Linked DNA regions of Sus scrofa: region 1 is linked to region 2. The links are chromatin contacts, called in public HiChIP or PLAC-seq maps. All regions are on one chromosome and are shown on one strand. The core of a region is the stretch at or near the end of the contact, and the rest is flanking DNA. Distances in the headings are between cores, read along the strand shown. Region 1 has its middle 20 kb from the start of MIR9861. Region 2 overlaps CASZ1 (zinc finger protein castor homolog 1).

Evidence for each region. HiChIP or PLAC-seq counts read pairs in DNA pulled down with a chosen protein or histone mark.
Region 1: an H3K27ac HiChIP or PLAC-seq map of skeletal muscle shows a contact between it and region 2. The contact joins two enhancer-like sites. A contact is called at or near these places in 5 of 47 Hi-C or Micro-C datasets (heart right ventricle, liver, omental adipose tissue and 1 more) and 1 of 2 datasets of contacts at active chromatin or transcription factors (skeletal muscle).

What each region holds. Positions count from the first base shown.
Region 1 is chr6:71,081,790-71,084,489 of Sscrofa11.1, reverse strand. No RefSeq gene overlaps it. Among named protein-coding and RNA genes, the nearest start is that of MIR9861, 20 kb to the right of the region's middle. Within about 2 kb of position 1,374, at least 3 of the 83 cell types and tissues checked have an H3K27ac peak or open chromatin away from gene starts, as enhancers often do. A contact at or near this core is called in skeletal muscle, where this site is marked.
Region 2 is chr6:70,919,042-70,921,741 of Sscrofa11.1, reverse strand. The region is part of intron 4 of CASZ1 (zinc finger protein castor homolog 1); the gene reads left to right. Among named protein-coding and RNA genes, the nearest start is that of CASZ1, 110 kb to the left of the region's middle. Within about 2 kb of position 1,266, at least 18 of the 83 cell types and tissues checked have an H3K27ac peak or open chromatin away from gene starts, as enhancers often do. A contact at or near this core is called in skeletal muscle, where this site is marked.

The DNA of each region.
Region 1 (2,700 bases), core at 125-2,624, 160 kb before region 2:
GGCAAACAGAAACAGACTGACTCAGAGACACAGAGAGGAAGGAGAGTGATTAGGAGTCTCTGAGACAGAGAGAGACACACACGGCGGGAAACTGAGGCAAAGGCTAGGGGGAGAGGCCCGCAGGGAGCCTGTGTATGTACAAGGCGGGCTGAGAGTTGCTGTGCACGTCGGGTCCAGGAGTGGCTGGGCACGCTGCTGGGCACGCAGTCATTTGGCCAACCCTGGCTGAATTTGAGGGAAAATGGAGAGGCAGGGGCAGGCGTTTGGCGTCCAAGGGAACTCGTGTCCTCTCATGTGACTATATGTTCGCAAGTGTCTGTGATCACATGTGTGGCGTGTGCGTGCGTGTTAGTGTGTGAGGGTGTGCAGGAGGGCAGGCTTCACTCCCCCCCTCAGCTGTCCCCACGCCCCCTCGGTGAGGAATCCGTGTGTGGACGGCCCGGCTGGTGGGCTGCAGGGCCAGGATGGGTGGGCAGCCTGACACACGACCTCACCCGGGTCGTGGGGCGGGGGGTGGCCAGGGAGCTGTCAGCGGCCAAGAACGGGGCGAGCAGCGAAAGTGAGCCATAAAAGGGCCACTTCTCCCGGCCGCTGTTCACTTGACACTCTCTAACCCAGAAGCCACCTGTTCAGCCATCAGTCACCCAAGGAAAACACAGCTTTCCTGAAACTGGGAATTGGACAGGCCAGGGAGTGGGTGACCATGGTGCGGGGGCGGGGAGGGGGGCAGAATACCTGCCCTCTGCCACTTCCAAGTGAGCCCCAGGCCCATCCCTAGGTAGGGCAGGGGCAGGCTGGAAGGTTGCCTCTGGCCACAGAGAGAAAAAAAATAAAAACAAAAAACTAACAACCCCCCCAATTGGGCACCAGCATAGCAATTTGGGGGTTCAGGGAAGTTGGGGACCCAGAGGTGCTCACCTTGGGGTGATGAAGGAACAGCGCTTGCCGGGATGGCTTAGCAAGAGCTGCACCCTGGACGAGCTACCGCGTGGGCTGGGTCCCTGGGTCGGGACGGGCAAGGGCGGGCGTGGGGTGGGGGTGGCACGGAGGGAGGCCGGGAGGCCGGGCCTTGGGGGGGCGGGCAGGGCTGCTGGGGCCAGGGAGGGACCTGGCTTGGAGGCAGGCCTGGGGCTCTGCCCGGCGGCAGTGCCCGGAGCAGGAGAGGCCCCGCCGTGCCCCGCCGTGCCCCGCCTCTGGTGGCTTGTTAATTTCATCGTTTAGCCCGTTTATGGAGTTCCCAGTTGCTGTTGCTTTTATAAACAAGCATTTTGGTGACCTTCCCCTCCGGACATCAGCTCCGCAAGAATCCCGAGCCCTGAACATTTATAAATAAGCCTTCTCTCAAGTTCCACAACAGGTGTGACCTCCCCCCCGCCCCCCTCCTCTGTCCTGTCCGAAAACTGAACAGTTTCAACAAGCAAAGGGAGGCCGCCCGGCCTGTCTTAAAGGGGTCGAGTGGAGGCCACAGGGCGCATGGCTGTGGCGGGGGGCGGTCTGCCTCCTCTTCCTCCACCTCCCCCAGGCAGAGGGTCCCCAAGGAAAGGGCCAGGCTGGTGGGCAGCTGAACCCCTGACCCCACTTTGCTGAACACCGGGCCAGAGGCTATGGTCTGAGCGGGCTTCCCAGCTGACCGAGTATATTCCCGGCCAGGGAAGTTTTACCACAGTCGCCCCATTGCCCTCCCCAGTCCACAGGCAGCTCCCCCCATTTCTCCCCTCCTTGGCCCCACCCTGAGGAAGAGAGAACATCCCCCCCTCTTCTTTCCTGCCAAAAGCTCTCTGATTCATGATTTGCAACATTTCCTACGTTTGTTTAACAAGCCTTCATCGAATTCAACAAATATTTCTTGAGCTCCCACTCGGCGCCAGGCTCTGCGCCAGGAATATAAAGCTAAGGACTCAGCCCTGCCCCCAAGGAGCTCACCATCTAGAGGGCAGGCGGGAGAGCAATAAGACTGGTGAACCGCCCAGGGCCTGACCTAAGGGAGCGGAATGGGTCCTGGGAGCAGAGAAGGGGATCCCAACCCAGACTTGAGGGTGAGATGCTTCCTGGGGGAGGGGGGCTGGTTCTTGAGTTAAGTCATCACCGTGGAGGTGTCAGGGGGAAAAACACTCCAAGCAAAGGAATCTGACGGGGCAGGGTCACAGGGGCAAAGAAGCCTGGGATGAGGCCGGCCATGATGGTCGTCATGGTGATCACGGGTGCTGGTCCAGGGGATGGTTGTCATGGTGATACCTGAGTCAAACCGCAAGGGGGTTTTTCTCCGTGTAGACCAAGGCAGGAAGGTGGTATTTCCTAATCTTCTCTGTAAGGGGCTGTCAAGTTCATAACTCTGTTCTATGTGTCAAGAGTGATGATCAGGGAGTTCCCATTGTGGCTCGGCAGGTTAAGAACCTGACGTAGTGTCCATGAGGATGTAGGTTCGACCCTTGGCCTCGCTCAGTGGGTTAAGGGTCCAGCATTGCCGCAGACGGCGGTATAGATCACAGGTGTGGGTCGGATCTGGCATTGGTGTGGCCGAAGCTCTAAGTCGACTCCTAGCCTGGGAAGTTCCATGTGCCACAGATGCGGCCCTAAAAAGAAAAAAAAAAAAAAGAGTGATGATCAAGGTAAGAAAGGAAACAGAACAAGAGGCGTTCCCATCGTGGCGCAGCAGAAACCTATCCGACTGGGAGCCCTGAGGGTGGGTTCAATCCCTGG
Region 2 (2,700 bases), core at 17-2,516:
GGATCTGAGTGGGCCCTCTTTGATCTGGTCTTACACCCAGGATGGGGGGACAGGAGTGGCTTGGGCAGAACGGCAGGCACAAGGGGAAGCAGGAAGGTAGCCAGCCTGGGAGCACCCTGGCTCCGGTCCCTCAATAAGCAGCATCCCCAGCCGAAGGTCCTAGCCCCTGGCCAGGACCACACGGGCCCCTCCCCCGGCCGCCTGGAAGGAAGGGTCACTTCGGGGCTCTGGGCAGCCTTCAGCTGGATGGTGAGTGGAGCTCCTCCCTCGAGACCCAGAGGCAGGGCCAGGAAGGAGGTGGGGATGCTTTCTGCTTCCGGGTCCCTGGGGGGCCCAGGGGCAGATTGAGACAGGCTCCTTGCAGGGAAGGTGTTAACAAACAGCAGGTGATTAAACATGACAAGCGGTGACATTTCTGTGCAGGGTTCTCAGTCCCGGCAATGCCAAGAATGAAGCTATAAAGCCTGACATTTTGTGTTATGCACTGAGAGGTTTTTAATAGACCTCTCTCCCTCTTCTCCAGTCAACTTCTCTTTCCCTCCTGCGCCTCCCCGCCCCGTCATCCCCACTGCCCCCACGTCAGCCTCCCGCCTCCTGTCGGACCTGGCCTCCAGGAGCCTCTCCCCTTCCCTCACCCGCAGGGCACTGGGCGGCGGCAGTGGCGGCAGCGGGGCCGGGCGTTCCGCTGCCCTCCAGAGTCTGTCCCTTTGCTTTGATCTCTCCTGTTGCCCTGGGTGTTCCCCCCCCCCCATCCTTCACTCCCTCACCTCCTTTTTTTGGGTCCTGATCTCACAGCCTCGCCCTTTGCTGCGGCTGTCCCAGTTGTCCGCCACGGCAGGTGGCCGTCCCCGTGCCCTCTGTGTGTTAATCACATTTTCAGACAGACTTGATAGTGGGTGTAGGGAGATCGCGGGGCTTGGGATGGGATCTTCCTCCATCTTTTTTTTCGATTTCCTTTTCTCCTTTTTGGGACAGTGACAAGAGTAGAGCGAGAGAATCACACTGTACTACAAACAGTTGCTGGATTTATTCAGCAAGGGCCTGGCCGGCAACAGTTGTTCCTCTCCCAGAGAAATGTGGGAACAACTGGGGCCTCTTTTGTTCTCCAGGCAGAGCCCTGTGAAGGGCATTTGGAGGTGAGCCCGAGGCTCAAGAGGGCCACAGACCCAAGAGAAGGGGTTTCAGCCTCAGTCCCGCCCAAGGAGTCCCCACCCTCCTAGGTAGGAAAGGCCCTGGAGCCACAGGGCTTGGTACAGAAGTCAGGCCACACCCCCGAGCCCAGCTCTTCCGCTAGTGAACTTCGTTCTCTGTCAGTAAAGATTTATCGGGTCAGGCGCTGGGCTTGAAGGGTGGTCCTGTCCCACTGCTAGATCTCGCAGTCGAGCAAGACAGAGGGTTGTTAGCACAGTTATTACAGAAGGGCTGTCTAAAGGAGCAGGGTGCGACAAGAGGACAGAGGAAGGGGGCCCTGCAGTTTGGGAGGCTTCCCGGAAGAAGTGAAATTTCAGCCAGGACCCCTGAGGGATGGATGCCCAGGAGCAGGGGTAGCCAGGCCCAAGTTGAAGGAGGAAGTGGGGGTGAGCGGCAGGTGCCCCCTGCTCCACGGGGGCTGGCTGGCAGCTGGAGATGGATGGGGAGCTCACTCACCCTGCTGTGGCTGTGCCCCTTCGAGCTCTGGGCAACTGACCCGGAACCTGCTCTTCCAACCACCCTTCTACCAACTCGACCTGTCTGTGCCAGGCGTGCGTCAGGGGCAGAGTCGGGGTTTGGCTCAGCTCTGCCCCAGGGGGAGGGACAGCGACCAGGAAGTCAAGTGCCATCAACGACTGGGGCTGCTCCTGCCTCTCCTGGTCCCCTCTGCCAATGACTCACTGAAGAGGGGGCAGGAGAGAGGATGCAGACTTGCCCAGAGGGTGGGGTGGCTGGAGGAGCAGGAGCCCAGGGGAGTCACACCCCACCCCCGCCCCTGCCACTTTATGTACACCAGGGAGCCCTCCTAGGACTCATAGTTGGCCTCACCTCTGCACCCTCAGTGGTGTGGAGGCTGCTTTGGTGCTGGTGTGTCTTCCCCATTAAAACCTCGGCTCCCCAGTACCTGAAACCATTCTCCCTGGGTCCCTAGGGCCAGCGGAGACCGTGCCCGTAGGTACTTGGGAGATGTTGGAGAAACTCAACCGACCCAGGAAGAGGAGGACTTGAGTTTAACCATGAGTCCAAGTCCCCCCAGGAGCCTGCAGACCAACCCTGAGTCCCTGGTGTCCAGGAAGACTGGCTCCTGAGGCCCAGGTTCAGCTACCTCTCCCCACGCCAGGGTCCTTCAGCCTTTGCCGTGGGGCAGCCCTAAAGCCTGCTTACGGGAGGAACCTCACCAATCCTTTAGGATGCTTCCAGCGGTCAGGCCCGGGACACCCTGCCTGCATCCGGGTTCCCTGAGAAGGAGGACCTATTTGGCTTCCTGTCCCCATAAAGGGTCCAGGGCTGGATTCAGCCATAACTCCCCTTCGCCACCCCATCCCGGGCCTGCCTTTCTGCCAGGTTTGGCCTGGGTCCCACATGCTAGCCCTCGTCATCCAATTTCCACAGTCCAGAAAGGGCCCTTGGCAGCTCAGAGGGCGGGGCAGGCTGAAAGGGGAGGTGAGGGGAGTCCCAGAGCGAGGACTTGGCCCTCTGCCCCTGTAGATCCGGAGCCAGGTTTTCCTG